Linked DNA regions of Sus scrofa: region 2 is linked to region 1. A link is a contact called in public Hi-C data. All regions are on one chromosome and are shown on one strand. The core of a region is the stretch at or near the end of the contact, and the rest is flanking DNA. Distances in the headings are between cores, read along the strand shown.

The links. Hi-C and Micro-C count contacts between places; a contact is called where the count stands out from the background.
Region 2: a Hi-C map of liver shows a contact between it and region 1, with 2.8 times the contacts expected there. The contact joins two enhancer-like sites. A contact is called at or near these places in 1 of 5 promoter capture datasets (liver) and 3 of 47 Hi-C or Micro-C datasets (liver and skeletal muscle).

Annotation. Positions count from the first base shown.
Region 1 is chr5:91,031,828-91,037,458 of Sscrofa11.1, reverse strand. All of the region lies in intron 2 of LOC102159120 (a long non-coding RNA gene), which reads right to left. Among named protein-coding and RNA genes, the nearest start is that of BTG1, 220 kb to the right of the region's middle. Within about 2 kb of position 2,513, at least 7 of the 83 cell types and tissues checked have an H3K27ac peak or open chromatin away from gene starts, as enhancers often do. A contact at or near this core is called in liver, where this site is marked.
Region 2 is chr5:91,108,875-91,114,505 of Sscrofa11.1, reverse strand. LOC102159120 (a long non-coding RNA gene) reads right to left here. Exons shown (of 9, transcript XR_002344338.1): 9 at 1-995. Among named protein-coding and RNA genes, the nearest start is that of BTG1, 300 kb to the right of the region's middle. Within about 2 kb of position 2,380, at least 4 of the 83 cell types and tissues checked have an H3K27ac peak or open chromatin away from gene starts, as enhancers often do. A contact at or near this core is called in liver, where this site is marked.

The DNA.
Region 1 (5,631 bases), core at 1,264-3,763:
CCCTTTCCTTTGTTCCCATGTTAACAAACTTTATCCAAGACATACTATTTCAGGTGCTGTTAATTTTAAAAATGAAGAGACACCTTTGTGACTCTCCCCCCAGAAAAGGTTAGCTAGGGTAGAACTATAGGGGAGCTCCCGTTGGAACAGCTAGGATGTAGGTGTGCAGCTTGTCTGAAGCATGGATCCCATAGCACATGGCTATTAGAACAATGAGCCCAGGGCCAGCACACGAGTGGTGAAGCCAAGTCTGATATCCACAATGAGCCTAAAGCCTTAAGGCTAAAATGGTCCCAAGTTAAGGATATCTTGGCTTCTTGTAAAAACAGAGGCAGAAATAGAAGCAACTCCCTCTGGAAGAAAGATACATTCATTTAAGTCCATGGATGTCACACCAATTAAAATCAAAGTAAGTTCACAAGCTACGAAGAGTGAGTATCGACAGAAACAATAAATATAGCTATTGACACTTCCCCATTCAGGGACTGTAGATACTGGAAATATCGGGTTCAGAATACAAAACAGGTATGTATGATATGTTTAAAGAAATCCAGGACCCAAAAACTACAAATGCAAACAAGAATTATCTAATATTGTAAAGGATCTGAACCTGGAGGTTTTCATCTTTTTTGTGTGTGAGAATATTTTCAACTATTGTTTCAAAGTCAGTTGATCCTTTAGGAACATTCATGTTTCCGTATCCTTATGCATCAACTTCAGTAATTTCATTTTTCTTTGATATAATTGTTAGAGGTTTCCAAACTTATTGATATAAAGTTGTTCACATTTTCATCACATTTGATATCTTTGCTGTATCTTTAGCTACTTTTTAAAAAATGTCTAATGTTTCTTTTTTTTTCTCCCTTTTTATGACTCAAACTTCCCAGAGTTTTATTTTATTAGTTTTCTCAAAGACTCAAAATTTAGTTTTGTTGGTCTTCTACAGCCAATGTCTATGTCCAATTTTATATATGTCTTCTCTTCCCTCCACTATTTCTATCTTATACTTTTGGCTTATTCTGTTGCTATTTTCCAAAATTTTTCCACTGAATAATGTGCCAGGTTCAAAATTCTACACTCTACTTTGTGATGAAAATTCTGCAAACAACAAACAATTCTCTTTGTCAGAAAGTCTACCTTTTACCTCAATAGAAGGAACTAGTGAGAGGACTGGATGGCAGGTGAAGGGGCTGGTTTATTGACGCTTGTTGATTTATCCTACCAGGCCACCCTGCTTGCCTTTTATCCTGGCAGCAGAAGAATTAAAGCTTACAGCTTGCGGCTCACTGGGACACTCCCTCCACCCACCTCATTGTGCCTCCTCACAGCACCAACCATGCAGTGCTGATTCCTGATGTGTCAGAGTTGGGACAAAACAAGACCTCTCTGGATCTTCTGAAGTACCAGCACCAACTGGGCAGCCTCCCCTGTTCAGAGATTAGAGCCCCATTCTGTGAGTCCCTCCTCCAAGCCCCTGAGGTACCAGCAGCAGACAGTTAGGTGGCACCCTCTCTTCGAATTCCGAGTCCTAACTTTGTAGGCTCCTTCCAGGAAGCTTCTAAATTCTATTCATCTCAGCCTCTTCTTTTATTCTCTCCACCCCTAAGGATGGTAGCAACTTTTCCTAAAGATCCCTACTAATGTTCCCTTTGTTCCTTTTTAGTTCTCTAGCACTTGAATGACAAATTCCATGCATTAAATTCTTCCCATTGAGGGGAGACGGGACTAAGATGGTGGAATAGAAGGACTAGAGCTCAACTTCTCGTATAGAAACAACAAAATTACAACCAAAGGCTGAGCAACCTTCAGCCAAATGGACTGGAAACTTTCAAAAAGATATCCTACTCCAGAAGACAAAGAGGAGGCCACATCAAGAGGTAAGAGGGAAAATTACACAATATAAGCAACCCCATACCTCCCAGATGGGAAGCCCCACAGACTGGAAAGTAACTGTATCACAGAGACTCACATGCAGGAGTGAGAGTTCTGAGCCCCACGTCAAATCCCCATGCATGAGGATCTGGCACTGGGAGAAAGAGCCCCTGGAGCATGTGGCATTGAAGGCCAGTGGGGCTTGTGCTCCACAGGACTAGGGGAGACAGAGACCCCATTCTTGAAAGGTGCACACAGACTTTCACATGCGCTGGGTCCCAGGGCAGAGCAAAGGCACCATAGGAATCTGGGTCAGACCTGACTGCAGTACTTGGAGGATCTCCTGGGGAAACAGGGGGTGACTGTGGCTTGTTGTGGGGGAAGAGCATTGGAGGCAGAGTTCTCGGGAATATTCATCAGAATGTGTTTCTCTGGAGGGGGCCATTTTAGGAAAATCTGGCCCCACCTATCAGCGTTGAGAAGCCCCAGGCCAAACAATAATCCCAGGTGGGATCACACCCCACCCATCAGTAAACAGGCTGCCTAAACACCCCCAGGCACACAGCCACCTCTACTCTCACCCAGAGACTAGCCCCACCCACCAGAGGGATAGGAATTAGCCCCACCTACCAGTGGGCAAGGACCAGTCCCTCCCACCAGGAAGTCTACAGCAAGCTCCTGTACCAACTTCAGCCACAACGGGGACAGACATAAGAAGTGAGGCTACAACTCTATTGTCTGCAAAAAGGACACCACAGCAAAAACCTGTAAAAATGAAAAGGCAGAGAACCACAACTCAGATAAGGGAGAAAGGAAAAAACCCCAGAAAAACAGCTAAGCAAGGAGGAGGTTATTAGCCTCCAGGAAAAAGACTTTAGACTGTTGATGCTGAAAATGACGCAAGACATTGGAAATAAACTGGAGGCAAAGATTGATCATTTACAGGAAACACTGAGCAAAGAAATACAAGATATAAATTCTCCCTGTGTAGCACTGGGAACTCTGTCTGGTCAATTATGATGGAACACATAATGTGAGAAAAAAGAATGTATACATGTATGTGTAACTGGGTTACCATGTGTTGCAGTAGAAAGAAAATATATATAAAGAAATTAAAATTTAAAAAATAAATAAGTAAATTCTTCCTGTTGAAATACCAAGAGTGATTTGTTTCCCTGAATGAACCCCAACCAATTTAAATATTCAGCTTATTTATTTTCATTTTTTCTTATTCTAAACATTTAAAGATTGTCAGATTCTCTCTTGGTACATCTTCCTGTATAACAAAGAAGAATCTGGAAACTACATCTCCCAGAATAATTTTTTCTGTATATTCTGTATTTGAGTGTGGATTAGAGTTTCCTTCTCTAAGAAAAGGAGAGGTGATTACTAGAAGCATGGGCAAATATCTGATATAAAATTCACAGTAGCTTCTGGATGGATTCCCCCATTCCAGGGCTTCAGGCAGCTGAGATAATCAACAGGAGCTTCCTGAAGGTTTTTTAGATTCTTTGGGGCTTCTAAGAAAGCACTGGAGAAGCAACTGGAATTCTTCTTACAACTGCCTTTTTTTTTTTTTTTTTTTTTTTTCTTTTTACAGCTGCATCTATGGCATATGCAAGTTCCCAGGCTGAGGGTTGAATTGGCGCTGCAGCTGAGACCTACAGCACAGCCAAGGCAACACCAGATCCAAGTCATATCTGGAGCCTACAGCTCTACTTGCAGCAACACTGGATCCTTAACCCACTGAGAGAGGCCAGGGACTGAACCCACATCCTCACAGAAACTATGCTGCATCTTCAATCTGCTCAGCCACAATGGAAATTCCATGAAGTTTTTTTCTTTTATTATAATTGTTGGCTCATCCTCAGGCCACACTTAGTAATTCTTTAGGTTCATCTTTTGTTTCCCACTAAAATACAATCATTTAGAGATAAACTGATTAACATCTCTTACTTTTTCTTGACTAATTATTAGTGAAGGGATTTCCAAATGGCTATTGACAAGAAAGTCTACTGAATATCTAGATTATTTTGAGCATTTAGAAATCATATCAAAGAAAAATTATGAGCTCATTTTTCAAGATTACACATGCAATTTAAAATACACAAATTGGCTCCCCATATATTAGCGTGCAAATTTTTAAGCAGTAGATCTACACTGCAGCTGATCATCAGAATGGCCACAGGGGATTTTTTAAATAGACACACACTTGGGCCTTATTTCTGGAAGCTCTGTCTGCAGTTGGGTTCGGATTTCTATATACATTTTAAAGCTCTCTGGGTGAATTTAGATGACCAGCTATGAATTGGAAGCACTACTTTGTACTACCTTTTGGTGTATGTGTGCCAAATGGTAGGTTCTTGTTAAATCGTCTATTTTATACAGTAGTCTGTATATGTTATTCTCACCCTCCCAATTTCTACCTCCCCCGGTGGTTTCACCTATGGTAGCTGTAAGACTGGTTTTGAAATCTGTGAGTTTGTTTCTGTTTTATAAATAAGTTCTTTGATATCAGCTTTATTAGATTCCACATATAAATGATATATATTTGTCTTACTCTGTATGACTTACTTCACTTGGTATGATAATCTTTAGGTCCACCCGTCTTGCTCCAAATGGCATTATTTCATCTTTTTATGGCTGAGTAGTATTCCACTGTGTGTATATACCACTTCTTTATCCATTCCTCTGTCAATGACATTCAGGTTGCTTTCATGTCTTGGATATTGTAAAATTGTGCTGCAATGAACATTGGGAGTGCATGTATATTTTCAAATTACGTTTTTCTCCAAATAGATGCCCAGGAGTGGGATTTTTGGATCACACAGTAGCTCTGTATTTAGTTTTTTAAGGAACCGCCATACTGTTCTCCATAGTGGTGGCATCAATTTACATTCCCACCAACATGGAAGAGGGTTCCCTTTTCTCCACACCCTCTGCAGCATTTAATATTTGTAAACTTTTTGATGATTGCCATTCTGACTGGTATGAGGCAATAAATACCTCATTGTAAGTTTGACTTGCATTTCTCTAATAATTAGTAATGTTGAGCATTTTTTCATGTGTTTTTTTGGGCCATCTGTCTGACTTCTTTGGAGAAATGCCTATTTAGATCTTCTGACCATTTTTTTAAATTGGATTTTTTGTTTTTTGGATATAAAGCTCCGTGATATATGGGTATATTTTGGAGAGCAATCCCTTGTTGGGTGCTCCATTTGCAAAGATCTTCTCCCATTCCTTGGGTTGTCTTTTCATCTTTTTTTTATGGATTCCTTTGCTATGCAAATGCTTTTACGTTTAATTACGTCACATTAGTTCATTTTTGTTTTTATCGTACTACCTTTTAAATAATCTTGTGATCTTATGTTCTTAAATTTAATCCCAAGTTTTTTCCCTTACTTGTTTGCCTGCTTCATTGACTTCAGTGTTGAAGTCACTTGTAAGCTAGTGCTTTAGGGGGTACGAGTTAAAGAAAGAAAAAAAAAATCCTCCTACCTGACATCGTCTCCCAAAACAAGGATCCTTTATTTTGTACACGATGTCCTTGACTATGTTTATTTCAGAATGAATGATAATGACAGGCTTGTGGAATCAAACTGTTGGGCTACATAGTTCCATTTTATAAATGCAAAACAAGTCAGGAATGCCAAATGGCAATGTCACAATCCTTCTGTTTCCTGCCAACTTATTTGCCTTATGGACTCAAATATGTTGCTCTTGAAGCAGATGGTTCTCCCTACCCTCCAGGTTATTACA
Region 2 (5,631 bases), core at 1,131-3,630, 77 kb before region 1:
TTCAAGTCATGCCTTCTATTTCAGTCCACTGATGGACTTATATGTCCACTAATACAAACATTCCCCCACTGAGAATTTGGACCTCTAATTTGGCAGAACCAAAGGTGACGGGAAATATAAACAAACAGATGGGTTGTTCATTAAGAATGATGATAGAGGCTAATGTTACTTCCTTTCTTTGCTTCTCAGACTCCTGATGCTCTAGCTGTTGGGTCAATATATACCAGTCACAGGTTTAGTCTGTATCCCAAACTCTGCAAGGTGTTGTTCCTGGGCACCACGGCAGCATTTTTACAACTATCTTCTCAATCACATATCCATTGTTTATCAAGTGTGATGCAGTTTGCTTCCTAAATTTTTCTCACACTTGAACCCAGTATTGCTGTCTTATTTCAGGTCGTTATCATCTACTTAAATTTTGCAGTGCTTTCTAACTGGTACTTTTCCTTCTTGTCTCTCATCCACTTTCAGTGGTGCCAATCACGATCGAAATAAAATGCCCTTCCCTCCAACTTATTTCTAGATCTGCGTTTGACACACTTCAATCCCTATTACTTTTTACTGCATTACTCATTAGCCCACCCACAGCTTCAGCTGGCTCTTCAGACTTGACCACTGGCATTGCTTTTTGCTTACTTTGGATGCATTCTTTTACTGTGTTTCAAAACCTCCCTATACTGTCTCAAGTTATCCTACCCTGGACAAGGACTACTAGGTCTGGACCTTAGTGCAGTGGAATGTTCTCTTGCCAAAAGTACCCTGGCCTACCAAGAAGGATCTGGTCTACCCTGGACAAGGACTACTAGGTCTGGACCTTAGTACAGAGGAATGTTCTCTTGCCAAAAGTACCCTGGCCTACCAAGAAGGATCTGGATATTTCTTGCCACTGAACTGGTTGTTTCTTTATGCCATGGATGTTTTGTATATGCCATTCCTTCTATCTTAATGTCCTTTCCTTCTTCCTGCTGGCAGGATCACCATTCAAGAATCAGTTACTAAAAGACAAAAAAAAAAAAAAGAGTCAGTTACTGTATTGCTTTCTCTTATAAGCCTCCCATGGGCAAAATAAAAATATGAAGACAGCCCTATAATATTTTTCACTGCATAGCAGTAGTATAATACTTGTCACAATAATAATAATAATAACACAATACAATAATAATGCAATGGCATAAAATTTATTAATGCCTATTATTTGCTGGTATCTGTGTTAATTACAGGTATTACATTGGCCTGTGTGAATTAATATTCAAACTATAGACTTCCTGAGAAGAATCTGTTCTCTTCTCATTCAATATCTAACATGTAGTCTAATTTAAGGCTTCATGATTGGTGTTCAAAAAGTAATTTCTGCACTGAATTAAATTAAATTGTTTGGGACACACTCAGTTTACCATCTTTCTTTCTACATGGTTCACAAAACAGTAATTCTTTCATATTATGTCACTTAACACATTAAAATTTCCAACTTAATTCTTGCCTGAGATTCCTTCTTCCAAACAACTGGCTTCAGTCTTGCATAACAATTCAATTTGCCCTAACTATAGCTTTTTGTCTCCACAATAACAGCTTCCAGGACAGCAGAAAGAACTTTAGAACTTGTTATTCCAGTAGGGATTGGTGAAGGTAAGGGCAGAGAAGAGCAGGAAGAAGCCTCATCATGTTTGGCACATGGAGTGTTTGCTGTACTTTCTGTAATGTGTGCCTCTGTTTAAGTCGAGGATTAATGTATTGAACAAGCAAACAATTGCTCAACTCCCTGGGTAGCTGGATCTCATTCAGTGTATGACAGGTAACTGTCATTTGAATCTGAGCTGAACTTGTTGGGAAATGCCTGTATGGCTTGTATACAAAGTCTTTTTTGCTCACCCAGGTTGAAAACATTTAGTTGTCTGCTCATGGGAAACTGAGAGTCTGCCTTGCCTCCAGGCACTGAAGCCTGAAACAAATTAAGTTTCCATCTCTCCTCTGGCTATTTGGGTTTGAACAACCTCAAAAGCAGTCTAGTAAACAAACAAGATTCCACTTGAGTTGCAGCCCTATTTATAATCTAAAGCCAAGGACTCCCAGACCAGGCTGGGGCATGTTAGATCTATAATAAAGAATCAAAGAATTGCAATGTAGAGGTAGGGGTAAGGCAGGGCAGTGCCGTTGAATGAAAATGGATGTGGTTGTCAATGTGTCTCCATGTGAAATGGAGGTCAGAAAAGCTGGGGAGTGTTCAGAAAGGGATCTGTGTCACAGCAGAGTGGCAGTGGGCCTGTGTCAATTAAAGAGCTAAGCCAATGTGAAAAGCATGTTTTCAACAAGTAAATAACCCTATTTTAGGAGACTGATTGCTAAAGCAGCTTCACTGCCTAATGGGGCTAGTCAGTCATTCAGCGTATATTTGCTGTCTGGCCTTGGAGCTGGCACTGCAATACAAGCAATGCAGTGGTAAGCCCCGTCCTGGGGCTCCAGTATTTTCATGTAGGACACTAGCAGAAAGGAATAGAAAGAGATTTTTTTTTTAAACCCTACAATTTGTAATAAAGGCCTGAAGGAAACAAAAATGTTGAGCTGTTTCTATTCATACAGGTACTTGGGGAAAGAGCACAGAGATATTCCGACCTGTATCTGTAGAGTGCTCTCCCCACCAGAAAACTCCGAACACACATGCACTCACTTGAGACTCTGATCTTTGTGATACCTCATCTGAGGTCTGTTCCAACCATAAGTTTTTACTACCTTGGACATTTTCATCATTCAACATGGGAGACCAGAGGGTCTGAATTATATTTATGAAGAACATAATTCCCTATTGAGATATGGTTCTAAGCTCCTAGTTTAATAGTTTAAATTATTTGGATCAAGATGATATAAATCACATAAAGTAAATGACTGTCCAGTTTTTCTAGTTCATTCAGTCTGGGTAGCCTGAATCCTGATTGCCTAATAAAGGTAATAATTATAATGTCACCTTCACATAGACTGCAGTAACTCTGCTTCTTTTATAAAGATATAATTGTAATGGGAACAACAGGAAGTTACAAGAAACAAAATCATCATTAAAAGATAAAAACCTAATAGTATCACATAGAAGAATCAGTCTCTACGGACAGAATGATCTATATATTATGTTAATGAAACAGCATCTCTCTGAGGGAACATTCCTGCCCATCCCCTCATCACAAACAAAATTCTAATAAAAGCTGGATTTAGAAGAGGCAAGTACTAAACTGTGTGCCACACATCCTGCGATTGCTAGTAATGACATTAGATTGTAAATCCTCCAAAAATAAATTTCCATTCAATTGCTATTTTTAAGCATGTACAATAGATTCATTATGCCTTTTATTTCTCCAGCTGGAAAAATTAAAAAATTAAACAGATAAAATCAACTTTAGCTTTTTGAATTTTTTTATTCTCTTGCTTGGTTTTTAAATGAACCTGTGGTATACAGATTTGAATTAATTTGTGAGTCGTGACACAACTTTCAACACTGATCCATGTGTGAGCCATCTTTTATTTTACTTAGTTGTTTGTTCACTCATTCATTTCAATAACTAATAAATATCTGTGAACCCAACATCCAGGCCAAGAACTAGAACACTGACAATTGTTTAAATGTATATTAACATACTCTTCTCTTCTGTCCTCCTGTCTGTGGCTCCAGTGCAAGTTATCCGTCATACTGACTTTTGTACTTTTATTTGCATTGTTTTTGTTGTTGTTGTTGTTGTTGTTGTTGATAGGCTAACTAGACTTGCCTAAGTTTTATTAAAAATAGCATATGCTTAAGCAAGTTTTTTTAACATTGAGATTTCTTTCTTTTTTTAAAGAGGATTCAAAGAAATGGAAAGATATCTCATGATCCTGAATTGGAAGAATTAATATCATTAAAATGGCCATAATACCCAAAGCAGTCTAAAAGTTTTGTCCAGATATATGCCCAGAAGTGCGATTGCTGGATCATGTGGTAGTTCTATATTTAGTTTTCTGAGGTACCACCATACTGTTTTCCATAGCGATTGTATGAATTTACATTCCCATCAACAGTGGAAATTGTGGGATTTTTCTCTACACCCTCTCCAGAATTTTTTATTTGTAGACTTATTAATGATAATCATTCTGACCGGTGTGAGGTGGTACCTCACTGTAGTTTTGATTTGAATTTCTGTAATAATTACAGATGTGGAGCATTTTTTCATGGGCCTGTTGCCCATCCATATGTCTTCTTTGGAGAAAAGTCTGTTTAGGACTTTTGCCCATTTTTCAACTGGATTGTTTGTTTTTTTTTTGCAGTTGAGTTGTATGTGTTGTTTGTATAATTTGGAGATTAATCCCTTATCTGTTGCATCATTTACAACTATTTTCTAGAATTCTGTAGGTTATCTTTTTGGGGTTTTTTGTTAGTTTTTTATGATTTCTTTTGCTGTGCAAAAACTTTTAAGTTTGATAAGGTCCCATTTGTTTATTTTTGTGTTTTTTTCTATTGCCTTGGGAGAGTGACCTAAGAAAACATTTGTACAGTTGATATCAGAGAATGTTTTGCCAGTGTTCTTTTCTAGGAGTTTTATGGTATCTTGGCTTATGTTTAAGTCTTTAAGACATTTTGAGTTTATTTTTGCGCATGATGAGGGAGTCTGTTCTAGTTTCATTGACTTACATGCAGCTGTCCGGTTTACCTACTTACTGAAGAGACTGTCTTTTTCCCATTTTGTATTCTTGCCTCCTTTTTTAAAAGATTAATTTACCGTAGGTGTCTGAGTTAATTTCTGGGCTCTCTCTTCTGTTCCATTGGTCCATATGTCTGTTTTTGTACTAGCACAACACTGTCTTAATTATTGTAGCTTTGTAATATTGTCTGATGCCTAGGAGAGTTACGTCTCCTGCTTGTCTTATTTCCCCTCAAGATTGCTTTGGTAAGCCTGGATCTTTCATGGTTCCATATACATTTTTGTATTGCTTGTTCTAGTTCCGTGAAAAGTGTCATGGGTAATATGATAGGGATCACATTAAATCTGTAAACTGCTTTGGGTAGTATGGCCATTTTAATGTTATTAATTCTTCCAATCCAGGATCATGAGATATTTTTCCATTTCTTTGAATCCTCTTTAATCTCCTTGATTAATGTTTTATAGTTCTCAGTATATAAATCTTTCACCTCCTTGGTAAGGTTTATTCCTAGGATTTAACTTTTTGGGGTATAATTTTAAAAGGTATTTTTTTAATATTCCTTTCCTAATATTTCATTGTTAGTATATAGAAATGCAACTGATTTCTAAATATTAATCTTGTATCCTGCTATTTTTCTGTATTTGTTGATCAGTTCAAGTAGTTTTTATGTAGAGTCCTTAGGGTTTTCTAAATATAGTGACAATTTTACCTCTTCTCTTCCAGTATGAATACCTTTTATTTTTTTGGTTTGTCTGATTGCTGTGGCGAGGACTTCTGATACTATGTTGACTGAGAGTGGTGAGAATGAGCATCCTTATCTTGTTCCAGATTTTAGTGGGGAAGCTTTTAGCTTTTCTTAATTGAATATTATATTTGCTGTGGGTTTGTCATAAATGGCTTTTATGATGTTAAGGTACGTTCCCTCCATACCCACTTTGGTAAGAGTTTTGATCATGAATGGATGTTGAACTT